Linked DNA regions of Hordeum vulgare: region 2 is linked to region 1. A link is a contact called in public Hi-C data. All regions are on one chromosome and are shown on one strand. Each heading gives the region's core, a stretch centred on a gene start, on an enhancer-like site or on the middle of the called end of the contact. The rest is flanking DNA. Distances are from core to core; before and after follow the strand shown. Region 1 holds the start of LOC123449185 (collagen alpha-1(I) chain-like). Region 2 holds the start of LOC123449187 (NHP2-like protein 1).

Evidence for each region. Hi-C and Micro-C count contacts between places; a contact is called where the count stands out from the background.
Region 2: a Hi-C map of leaf shows a contact between it and region 1, with 6 times the contacts expected there. The contact joins the promoter of LOC123449187 here to the promoter of LOC123449185 in region 1. A contact is called at or near these places in 4 of 6 Hi-C or Micro-C datasets (leaf and seedling) and 1 of 1 datasets of contacts at active chromatin or transcription factors (embryo).

The regions. Positions count from the first base shown.
Region 1 is chr4H:509,027,142-509,033,677 of MorexV3_pseudomolecules_assembly, forward strand. It overlaps LOC123449185 (collagen alpha-1(I) chain-like), which reads left to right and starts at 3,305. Exons shown (of 10, transcript XM_045126303.1): 1 at 3,305-3,834; 2 at 3,922-4,014; 3 at 4,106-4,224; 4 at 4,348-4,463; 5 at 4,566-5,309; 6 at 5,430-5,590; 7 at 5,696-5,775; 8 at 5,891-6,044; 9 at 6,195-6,344; 10 at 6,429-6,536. The coding sequence starts at 3,687.
Region 2 is chr4H:509,224,336-509,230,871 of MorexV3_pseudomolecules_assembly, forward strand. It overlaps LOC123449187 (NHP2-like protein 1), which reads right to left and starts at 3,432. Exons shown (of 5, transcript XM_045126308.1): 1 at 3,320-3,432; 2 at 3,066-3,186; 3 at 2,879-2,982; 4 at 2,094-2,225; 5 at 1,632-1,967. The coding sequence starts at 3,322. The coding sequence ends at 1,941.

The sequences.
Region 1 (6,536 bases), core at 2,055-4,554:
GAACAAATTATTTGTTCTTTCAGAGTACTTAAATTTTTCGAATGTGGATGTCATATTGTTATGGAACCGGAGAGGAAGGATAGGATTCTTCCTATCAATGTTTATTAGCATAGTGTTTTTCAATGGCTATTTAAAGAAATAAAACAATTTGTAAGGTCGACACTGCTCATTATGCAGATGGGGCCGCTGGGTGTGTGTGTGGATACTCTTTGTCTTGATGTGTGGTCCCCAACTATTTGAATTTCAAATGTTTAACCAACATGGGTGGGAACATGTGGGTGTTCCACAACCGCCAACGCATATTGGCTTTATATGTGAAACATGCTCAACACATGGAGATCTGCCTAGGACTATTTGTGTGCACGCCCAAGAAGCATGCATACGTCTATCTATACACATGCACACGTTTGTTAGTACTAGCAATTTTCCTAACGGACCTAGGTATATAATAAATGTGCTATGTGGAATGGGGGCTGGATTTCTGCCCAGCAAATACAATAGGAAATACGGGAGTGGGTGTTCGTCGCGATGCTCCTGGTCGCTACACATAGTCGCGATGCTCCTGGTCGCTACACATAACGGGAGCATCTCGATCCAAAATGGTTTTCCGTGTTTTTTTAGTGTCTTCTCTTAATTTTTTCCATGGGCTAGTACTAATTTTTTTTGAGAAATTTTGTCATGTTTTGTAGATGGTATGGCAAAAGTTGTGTAAGAATTCAAGGATACACATCACAAACTTTAACAAGTTTCTCTTATAAAACATGGCAAACTTATGATTACATAGATGAAACTGGAAATGCATTTTGTGTTTGTATGGATAAGAAGATAAACTCCACTATTCAATCTTCTCAGAGGAGTTTTGCACCTTGTTTCAACTCTGCTATTGATGGCGGGAGAGGAGTACCTGGATCTACCTATCCTGATACACAAACAAAAGGGGGAGAGGAGTACCTGGATCTGCTAGTCTCGATGCCTATGTGGTCGAAAGGGATGAAATCGGGGCAAGGAAAGGGACGATGTCGCTGCGACGACAAGGTGGTGGGCAGTGGCAGGGGTAGACAGAACCAGATGTGTGTGAGGGGTGAAACGTAAAATACAAGTGCTTGGGGGCAAGAGCTAAAAAAAATCTCATATAAGCCCTCACATATATTTCTATTCACAATTTGGTTCCATGTTGGGGGGCGCACAATCCCCGAGGAGCCCATATAGCTCCGCCGTTGGTGGTGGTAGAAGCGCACAGTCACAGGAGGAGATGTTGTAGTGTTGCGGGCAATATGATGTCGCTCCCCCGCGTCGGCACCAATGCCCCCTCTATTGTTTGTGCTCGCGTTGAGCTGGCCCTATGTTGTTGCTTCGCAACTCGTGTCCAACACCTAGGTCGTTGCTTTGCCTACTCAATGCAAGCCAGCAGGCGCAATGTGCTGCTCCATCGAATCTAGCGGTAACACGGCCTCCTCGTGTGCTACTCCAAAAACGTCGGCAGCCGCGCTAGTTGGGAGGCTGGAATCGGGAGGGGGCTTTGCACGACAAACAGAGTGCTTTGCGCGAGAAACTATCATTCGGGTTCTTTTTGTGTGAGGTTTTTATTTTTTTGAGGAATCTTTGTTTTGTGCCTAGCCGCCATCCTGGATTTATAATCTCGTAACGTGCGGATAACGCATGCATCAGGTCAACATATGTGGTGCTTGCAGGGATCGCGATCCAAATGTTCCTTATGCGTGACGGCTGACAAACATCCGACGCGGCCATTGTTATTACGCTAGGCGTCACCTTCGTGTATATTGTACTCAATACATCCACTCTTTGGATTTTGGACTTGTGTGACAGGTACGACACGCGGCCCGCGCTCGGTTTTGCTTAACTTGATTTGGAAGAAAACGAATTATGACAAAGCCTCATCTCCAGAGCTCTCGTGATACGGACTTCCGCTCCCGATTTGCCCTGTGTTTTCCGTTTTTATCGAATGCTGTGTATTTTTCACAGATGTGGTGAATGACATGAGATCCACGTTTCATGGCGATCGGCAGCGCGATCAGCGAGTGAGCACAGAACGCATGGGTTCATGGATAGCTAAGAGTGCTCTGAAACACGCCTCCCCTGACGTACGTAGTAACAAGGACGGTTGGGGGGCCCTAGATCCTCGTTGAAATTCAACATAATACTAAACAATCAGCGGTCCACATCGGCCATGGATCGCACGAGAATCACTATTGAAAATGTTGAACCAGACGAACAGAAGATGCTAAAACGAAAACGACCCACGCGAAGGATGATGCTTCCGTTCACGGGTCAACGCTGCGTGCGTGACTGAATTTGCAATGCAGTGTGCGATACGGCAGCACCAAGAACGCTAGTAGTACTAATCCCAGTGCAAGCATTGGCATCATCTTTGAATCCCAGTGCAAGCATTTGCATCATCTTTGCAACGAGGCCACACGCCAGCAACTACTACCAGTAGTAGTAGTAGAACACTCCTACTGAAGCACCCCCGTTGTACAAATTCGGGTGCCCTGCCTGCGGAAAGACGATCCATGTGCCAAACCGATCCTGATGTTGTAGCCAATTATCCCAAGAAATGCTAGTTCAGATGCCTTTTTCTTTCCGAAAGAGTGCAACAATGTCCCTTTTCTTCTCCTTTTCCTCGTGTAGCCATGTGGTTTGGAGACTATCATCCCTCTATTTTTTCCACTGGTCAATCCCCTAACCATCTTCCCGCTTTTTTCTCCTTTATTATTTACCCCTCCACCGAGAAGTTCCTGTCCCCTGCTCGTCGCCTTTCTCCGTCTCATCATCACAGATCCTCTTGCACACATACAATACTTTTCTCCCAATTGACCATATCTATCCAGTATCCCATAGCATTGCATCACCTCCACTTCGCTCTCCTTCGTTTCACCTGCGCCTGCGCGAGTGCGTGTCCCGGTCGCCGCCTCCGTTTTCTACCCGTCGTCTAACCGGCGGCACAAAAGACAGCAGCCTAGCAAAGAGCCAGCAGCCCGCTCGCCGCCGCGGACCGCGACGACGACCGTCTCGGGCCGTTCAACCCAAGCCCCTGCCCTCCGCGGCCCCGTGTCTTTCCTGCGGCATTTGTGGTTGGAGTGGTTGAGCGGAGCCCGCCCCCGCCTGCCGACCGGCGGCGCGCGTGGCGCGGCGCCATCAAGAGTGAAATTTTATATACCGTCGCCGGGGCTGAGGCATGACGACCCAACCAGATTTTAGCTAGTTACCTCTGTCGCTTGCTGCTTGTTGCCCGCGTCCCCCCCCCCCCCCCCCCCCCCCCCCCCTAGCGCTAGGATATATTCGCCGCTTCCCGCTGGCTCCTTGCGCTTGTACTGTATCTTCTTCCTCCTCGGTCGGTTGGTTGCTTCATCCCCCTCCTCCCCTTTCGGCTCGAGTGAGATCATCCATCGGCTGTAAAGCGGGCGCGCCGGACGGGTGACGGCACTCGCTTTCCGGGAGGCCGCCCCTGCGACGACAGCGGCGCCATTTTCTATTCCAGAGCTGAGGGAGAGGTTCCGGGTCGTAGTGGTACTGCATTGGCTGCGGTAAGCGGGGTTCGCATCGGCCAACAGGGGAGGTCCACGGCGGTTAGTGGTTGAGCCGACGGCGTGCTGCGGCGATCGACTGTTATCTATCGTCATGGCGGACAAGTGCGATTCCTGGTGATTTTTCTCGAGCTGGTTGTCATGGCGATGGCGGGGGAGGGCGTCGGGCGGTGCATACTGGTGGGGCTGCACATGGACGCCGTCGGCAAGGAGCTGCTCAAGTGGGCGCTCAACCAGGCGGCCAGGAGCGGCGACCGCGTCGTCGCCGTCCACATTTACCGCAAATCCGGTAGGTACCTCGCCCCATATCCGTCAAGAACCTTTTCTTGCTTGCAGCTCGATTCATGGTAGCATTTCCCTGTGCCTCGAATCGAAGGAGACCTGTGCAAGACGAACGCGCTGACGCTGATCAGGACGCTGGACGAGTACCTAGCGGAGTACGAGGCCATCTGCAGCAAAAAAGACGTGCGTAAGCAAGCTTGACGCCGCGCCATTAATGTCGTTGGCGGTTGCGTTCATGTGCTGGTATTGATTGATGCTTCTTTTTTTTTGTCCGTCAGATCGTCCTCATCGGGCGGGTGACGCCGGGGAGCTCGATCCAGAAGGTGCTGGTGAAGGAGGCCAAGCTCTGCGCGGCCATGGTGGTGGTGATTGGCACCAACAAGAAGTACTCCTTCGGGTCAGTAGACAATCCCGGCAGCAGCAGCAGCACTCTCGGCGTGATTCAACTGTCTGTTTTCTGCGCGATTCGTTAACGCCCCGCACCAAAAGTAATCCATCCTTCTTTTTCTGGTGCGCTCAGCGGCTCGACCTGCCTCGCCAAGTACTGTGCCAAGAAGCTCCCGCCGACGACCAGCGTCGTCGCCATCCAGGGCGGCAAGGCCATCTTCGTCAGGGAGGCCCCCCGGCCGCCACTTGGTCAGTAGAGTACTGAACCTCGATGTTAGCTACGAATTGATATCGGTTGGTGCGTGAGTGATTGATTGAGTAAAGCGTTGGGTGGCTCCGTTCGTCCTCCAGGAGCAGAGCCCAAGCCGGTGCTCCGCACGCTGCTGCACCCGAGCGTCGGCATGGAGCCCAAGGTGATCATCCCCAACCCCAACCGGCGGAGCGCGCGGTCCATGGACTTGGACGCCGTGGGCTGCGGCCAGTGCGCCGCGCCGCAGCTGACGAAGCCCTGCGACGACGACGGCAACACTGCCGATGCCGATGCCGATGCCAAGGCCGTCGTCGTGCGCGCGCCGGCGGCGCCCGAGCAGAGGCTCGGCTGGCCGTTGCTCCGGCGCGCGCCCGCCGCGTCCACGGCCACGGCGAGAGAGCACGAGGCGACGCGCAAGCAGTCGGTGGTGCACTGGGTGATGAGCCTGCCGCGGCGGTCGTCGCCGTCGGCGTCCCCGGAGCCGGCGCAGGAGGGGCTGGCGGCCGAGCTGAGGCGGACGCTGGGCGGCGTGCCGTCCCGGTGCCGGTGGTTCCGGTACGAGGAGCTGTACGACGCCACCAACCACTTCTCGCCGGGCAACCTGGTGGGCAAGGGCGCGCACAGCAGGGTGTACCGCGGCGGCCTGGCGAGCGGGCAGCGGGTGGCGATCAAGCTGTGCCGGGCGTCGGCGGAGGCGTCCAAGGACTTCCTCCGGGAGGTGGACATCATCACCAAGCTGCAGCACGGCCGCATCGTGCCGCTCGTCGGCGTCTGCGTCGAAGGCCCCAACCTCATCTCCGTCTACCGCTACCTCCCACGAGGCAGCCTCGAGGACAACCTGCACGGTACGGCGCCACGCCTGGCCTGCATGCGACGCGCCAACTGTTATTCTGGACGCACGACACGCTGCTGCGCCCATCAACACCTCTGCACATGTGACTGAATTCTGATCCATGTGAACTCAGGGAAGAGGTCCAAGCCGGCGCTGCCGTGGGAGAAGAGGTACAGGGCGGCGGTCGGGGTTGCCGAGGCTCTGAGCTACGTCCACTCCGGCGGCTCCCGGCCGGTGATCCACCGCGACGTCAAGTCCTCCAACATCCTCCTCACGGACGGCTTCGAGCCTCAGGTACTACTAGTACTGCTAGTACTCTTGGATTCGTGGATACAATCGGTCTGTTTTCTGTACCGACAGACATGGACTCTGAACTGAACTATGTACCGACGGTGGCAGTTGTCGGATTTCGGGCTCGCGATCTGGGCGCCGTCCAGCCCGTCGTCCCTGACGCACAGCGACGTCGTCGGCACCTTCGGGTACGTCTTCTTCTTGTGTGTGCAGAGTACAGTCTTCTTACCTGTACCGGGTCTCTTCCAGCCTGAAGTGCCGCCTGTGTTAGAGAGTGACGAGACGTGCACCGGCCGAGTGCAGGTACCTTGCGCCGGAGTACTTCATGTACGGGAAGGTGACGGACAAGGTGGACGTGTACGCGTTCGGGGTGGTGCTGCTGGAGCTCCTCACCGGGCGGAGACCCATCACCGGCGACGGCTCACCAAAGGGCCACCACCAAAGTCTCGTCATGTGGGTAAGCCCTCCCAATCCTCCCAATTAAACCCACACACAAATAACCACCGCACCTTGTTACGTTGTTATCATGTCATCGTGCTCGTGTAGAGAGAGAGAGAGAGAAAGATTGTGCTGCTGACGCGGTTGGTGTCTTTGACGTACGTGACAGGCGACTCCGATCCTCAACGGCGGCGACATCTCCGACCTGCTGGACCCGAGCCTGGACGTGAAGCACGACGAGGTGGAGGTGAGGCGGATGGCCGTCGCGGCGTCGCTCTGCCTCGGCAGATCGGCGCGCCTCAGGCCTCCCATATCGCAGGTCCGTCTCTCACCTCGTCAGAAGGAAGAAAAATATGCCCTGTCGTTTCTGAACTGTTAACATTTGCTCGTGTGTTGGTGGCAGATACTGAGCATACTACGGGGAGAAGAGGACGCGACGAGCCTGGCGGCCTCGGAGCCGGACTGCGTGGTGGACGACGAGACCTACCCGGCGGCCAACGTGAGGTCGCAC
Region 2 (6,536 bases), core at 2,182-4,681, 200 kb after region 1:
GACGCCAAAGGAAGAGGAGTGCCTCGTCGAAGCATGAAAGACTGTCAACATCGACCCAATCACCGGCGTGAATCAGAACGAGAATACCTACTCGAGAAGGGTCAAGACAACGTTCGACGAGCGCAAGATGGTCGACCCCGAGTTCTCCAATAACCACATGGATCACGGCGAGAAGGCCATGGCCAACTATTGGGCGACCATCCAACAAGCCTGCAACAAGTGGGATGCGATTGGGGGGAGGTCATTGCTTGCTCGAAGAGCGGCGCAAATGTTGAGCGTCAAGTATGGCCATGGCTCACCGGCCCATCTCTTCATAGTGTACTTCACCGACACTTGGTCTTTGTTTGTGCAGATGGTCCAAAATGTTGAGCGCCAAGTATGGCCATGACTCACCGGCCCATCTCTTCATAGTGCACTTCACCGACACTTGGTCTTTGTTTGTGCAGATGGTCCAAATGCTCTGACATGTTTCGCCAGGACAACAACGACGTCGAGTTCAAGTTCCTTCATGGCCTAACAAGGATCGAATCGTGCGAGAAATGGACAGGGTGTCGGCTCGCTCTCGCCAAGACCAAGGACGGTGTGTACAACCCGAACACGCCCGTCTCGACAACGATAGAAGGGCGTCCTGATGGCAACAAGAGGGCCAAGGCGGCGAGGGACTCGGCGGCCGCTGCCGAATGGTTGCACTCGTCAATAGAAGTAGAACAATGCATCACCGACTCTAGGAGCCACTCCGCCAAGAGGGAGGAGAAGTTCGAGGCGAGGTGGTCGGCGTCGATGACGAATCAGGACACCAAGCTCCTTTATTGCTATAGTTCTTGTTGAACCTTTTCTAAAGTCGACAATTTCTGCAATCAGGGAGGGACCTTCTCAGGACCAACGTCGTTGCGAAGAAGAGGAACACCGACCTAGCATTCCTGACAGAGCGCGACCTCGCCGAACACTGCAACTGCGCCCATAACGTCTACGCCTAGCTCTCCCACCCTTGTGGTATAGGAGCCTACCTTTTGAGTTCTTGTCTATGATTCCAAGTTTCAAGGCCGAAACCTAGAGACGCGAACGGCATAAACTCACGAACGACTTCACCGGGTATGCTACGTTGAGGCAAAGAGGACGGAACAGGAACAATACGGTTTTGTGAAAAAACAGGGAGAGCTCCTCCAATTTGGGGCCGGGCTGGGGAATTTGGATTTGGTGAGGTGCGTTGGATGGCTTAAAGCATGACACCAGTCCGGTGATTTGGTGCGAGTTTGATGAACGCCATTGGCGATGGCCTTATATACTGCTGACTATTTATTTATCAGAGACAGAAATAAGCCTGTAATTTGGCTCCAACTATCTCGCTTAGACTATCTTTGGCCTCTTTTTAGGAGCAAAATAGCAGTAACCATGGACCATTGGGCTGCATTACAGCCACTGAAAATAGAGAACATAACCAGGTGACTAAACCACTGTTCCTCTGACTTCAGGAAAACAGCAAACCATAATACCAACCGGAAATACTCCAAATTCAAAGGTTGCAGAACCCAAATACACAAATAAGACCCTTTTGCTTTTGACAGACAACAATATGAAATCGGCAGATTATAGCAGATAACAGGTGCAACTAAGCAGAACAACCCAAAAGATAATCCAAGACATGAGAGATCGCACACAAGTTGCCAGCTCCCAATTCTCAAACTCATAAACCATTTTAGCCATTACAACATATCTTGAGTCTAGGGAGAAAATTCAACTGCCATAAAACATGTGTCTTATGGATTACACAAGTCACAAATATAAGATGGCAGACATAATGGCAGCATGATTTAACATAACAGTCTTGCAAAATATAGCTGAAAAACATAAAAGACCTAGCAGACAAGACACCATCACCAGTCCAAGCCCCTGAAAAACTGTGTCACACGAGGCCCATCACACTGAAAGGTCTTGATAAATCATATGAGAAGCTTCTCGATGGCATCCTGTGATTCACAAAATTTAAAATAGGATTAGCTTACGAAGGTGTGTACACTATATGAAACAATCACAGACAGTTACAATTATGGAAAATCAGCAGATATCACAAAAAGTGGCAGCAATGGGATCACCTTGAGACTCTGGATCGGCTGCTTCAGTTGGCTACCCTCATTGCTGGTCACTGAACAAGCAATGACCGGCCTAGTCACTCCACAAGCACGCCCAAGGGCTTGCTTTGAAGGGACAAAGACATATGGCACATTCTGCACCATTAACAAATGAGCCGAGTAAGTTTACTTTCACCCATTGTCACAAACACAAAGAGAGTTGCATGAGCAAAAGAAAAGAAAGATGCACAAGATTAGGAGCAAACGGTTAAATCAAGGGATGAATCATGTACAACAGATAAATGTCTATTCAATTAATGCACAACAGCTAATCAGCTCTACTGCCATGTGATTTGCAAGGCTGAGTATCCAACTATCAACAGGTACACTGAACTCTGCCTCTGACTGAAGTAGCAATGCAAAAGGATGCAACAAGTCAGTAAAGAAACAAAATTGGAGTGCTGATGTTAAAAGACACTGATTTTTCACATAAAGCCCTAGAGTTATTCCAGTAGCTGGGTGCTCATACAAGCAGTTTAAGAGCAGATGCCACATACACTGTTAAACTGCTTGCATGAGTAAGCCACTTGTCAGAGCAAGCATACTCAACTTCCAATCCTAGCAGACTGGTAACCATACAGCATACAGTATTCGGAGCACATCATATATTCTGATAACCATTAACACGGCACAGTATAACGAGCTTTATTAAATTAAAAACATTTCACGGTCTCTCTATAACCGTATCACGCAAGCTACAGCATACAAATTTACAGCAATAAGATGCAGCACATGGACAGAATTTATACCTTGTCCTCCGCGAGCAACGGGAGGTGGAGGAGGATTTCGAGCGGCTCCGTGTCAGCTGCCATCACCACGAACTCCGATATTCCCCTGTTGAGAGTCTTGGTCGCTGGAAAAAAGACACAAATTCAAATCACAGGGGACTGAAATAAACAGAAAAACAACCAAAGAGCACTGCTAGGGATTGGTCACCTTCGTTGGCTCCCTTCTTGAGCTGCTTGTAGTTGGCGGCCTGCTGGACGATGTCGAGGATCGTTATCGTCAGCTGCGCGTCCGCCAGCGGGTAGGCCTTGGGGTTGACCGTCTCCTGACTCTGCAAAGCACCGCCAAAGAAACAACAAACCGGCGGTCAGCTCGCGCGCGGCGGCGCTCGACCCGATCCGCGACGGCGAAACGGGCGGAGACGAGGAGGGAATCGGGAGGGGGAGGAGGGGAGGGTTCCATACCATCTTCCCTTGACGAGTTTGTCTGCTTGGAGGCGCGAGGAGGAGGCGGCCGCCGCGGGTGGGGGAGCTTGGCGCTAGGGCTTTCGGGGGACGGGAGAATGGAGCTAGGGTTTATCCCGGGCCTGTGGTGGCCTCATATAGCCCGTCGGGTGGGTAGTTTCGACGGCTGCGATTGTCTTCGTGATTCTTCCTTTCCCCTTTTGTGTGTTTTGGTCTTCGCTCCTTTTCCTTGGCTGCCAAGGGCCGTCAATGAACGTCCAGCCCTTTGTCGCGCCGCCATCGTGCCTGATATTTTGAGTCCGTTTGCCTTTTCTTTTTCTCTGGCTACGCGAGGAATCTTTTTTCTTTTATTTTCTTATTATCAGAAAAAAAACACCATAATATCGATATAATTAGTAATGGGCTTGGCCCGTGTGCCTTTCCAGAAATTCTCAACTAGTAAATCTCGAAGACCAATGAATAAATTACAAACTTCCATAAAAAAATGAATAAATGACAAGAGGTGGTGTAAATGTTTAGTTAGCTAATTGCCCGGGGCGTGATTATGTCTTCTTTGATCGAAAGAGGCTTCCCCACACTCCATTTCATTGCATAAAACCGAGCACAAAGTTGTTCACGACATTTTAAAGCCTAAAGGATCTACCTAAGGTAGCAGGCCACAGTGTTTAAGCGCCAACATCATGACGGACACGGATTTAAAGTCTCAGAGAGCTGACAACTAGCTGAACTAAAAAGAGACAGAAGCTATCTTGGTATCTTGATGTCGAGAGGGGGGGGGGGAGGAGGCACAACAACTCAACGAGAATGTGCCCTGAGGTAGCGACTATGTCTCGCTTGTAATGAAGACATAGTGCAGCCTCATGGGTCAACCATCGTCCTGCATGAGCCAGCCCAGCGGAACCGCAAACATTGAGCGTTTTTTCTTTCGTTCATTTTCAAAAAAAAAAATCTTTGCTTTTTTATTTATGCTTATGTTTGAAATATTATATATAAGGATTGTCTACTCATCATCCATAATAAAATTGTCCTGTAAAATTTGTCCTAAGTCGAAAGGGAAAAAGGTAAGAAAATGTATGTCGGTCAAAATATTTTTTATGTGACATAAAGTAATGAACGTAAAACAAATTATACATATAAATGTAAATTTTGTAATCTTATAACTCATATCTTACTTTTCATGTCCAATTTTATGAAGTGAATCAATATTAATGTAACTAATGTATATCAAATGTAATGTTTTATTAAACAGGGATACAAACGTTAAGCGTGGACTGAAAAATGTTAAACGTGCACAGAAAAATGTTGCTAATGTATACAAATAATGTACAATGTGTATGAAAAAACTAGATATCAAAACATATATGTGATAAAATCTCAATTATGTATTTCACAAATTTAAACTTGCATAAGAAAGTATTCCAGATATATACAAAAAGTGTACAATGTGTATGAAAAAGGTAGAGAGCAAAACATATATATGAGAATTAATATATATTTAGAAAATATTAAACATGTGTAAAACAAGTTTGTGATGCATAAAAATGTATAATTATTTATGCAAAAAAATAGACATAGAAAGTATATTTTAGGAAGTTAAATGTGTATATAAAAATATTGCTAGTGCGTACAAAAATATAAATATTAAATTTGTATAAAAAATGTTTCTGATGTATGCAAAGAAAATGAGAACATGTATGAAAAAAGCCGAGATAAAAATCATATGTTAATCATGTATTTGAAGATCGTTCAACATGGACACAAACAGTATTTCATGCATTCGAATAATTGTTAAAAATGTATAAAAAGTAGTCCTATTCTATGTGAAAAGTGATAAATGATGAAAACCAGAAAAGAAACAAAGAAAAATGATGAAACCGGTGAAAACCAAAAAATAAGCAGGAAAAGAGAAAAAAACAATGCAAAAGGAATGAAAAATAGTGAAAACCGGGAAATAAACTATGAACAATGATGAAACCCAGAAAGAAACAATAAAAACAAGGAAACAAAGAAAGAGAAGCAAAACAACTAGCGGAAGCCGAGAAAGAAACAAAAAAAGAAAGAAAAGCTCATGAAATCTATGAAATAAACAATAAAACTGGTGACAAAACAAAGAAAATCAAAAACTAAAAAAAAATCAGTGGAGAACAAAGAATATCGGAAGAACAAAGTGAGGAAAAGAAAAAACTGAAAACTAAAAAAAACAATACCAAACCAAATCACTCCAGTGACCAAGCAACTAGAGCGATCAAGCGTCGAGCAAATGAAAACACACACAAATGGGCCGACCCAATAGCTAAGCCGAGAAAAAAGCTTCACACGAGACGAGAGAGATACTCGGTATAGGTGGGATATAACTCTCACGAATTGCATGTGCATTGTTACGGATGGCAATCCAAATAAATAAAACAAATAATCATGGTTTTGTAATTTTACCGATCAATCAGTAAAAAACTATTTATAATATTATAATGTAGCAAATTTTTCCTTCGCCCGAAGATCCAAAGGAAGAATAACCATGGTCTTGTCCATCTTGCCATAATTAATCCACATATAATAATATCACATGGAATATTAATTGTTTCTTCACTGAAATACAATTCACATGTATGTAATTCGATATTATGAAGTAGCTTACACACTCGAGGATTTACCGAGAGAAGCTCGCTAAACACGCAGTGTAAAATTTGTGGGGAAGTGAAGTTGGGAAATAACAGCTCCTCCAAACTAAGAGCCTGTTTGGGACTGCTCCGCTTCAGAAAAATCAGTTTTACTCTCAAAATCGCAAGCCAAACGGGACAGCTCCACGATGTCCAGCTCCACGAAGAAACTTGAATCTGGGGGCCATCTTCGTGTTTTCTGTGAAGCTCCTTAAGTGGTACTCCGAAAATTTAAGTTTGATAACTAGACGTGAAGTTGTGAGATAATTACCCACCACTTCCACCCATAAGTCATACCCTTTCATTCTTTTCTTTTTCCGTCACATGACCTAGCAGATCGATCTGTTTCTTTGTTGTTGACTAGAGGACACAGAACGAGGAGGAACCTGCCTTCCGCCGCCGCTGCGACCTGCATCGGTCGGCTGGAGCACCACCGCGGCGAGGAGACCACCAGAATGAGTCGATCTGATGGTCCTCTTGTGCCTCCCCCAATTCCTCCGTCCATCTCCAGCATCCAGGTCCCGTAATGTTGAGGACAACCATGGCCCTGGTGATGAGGG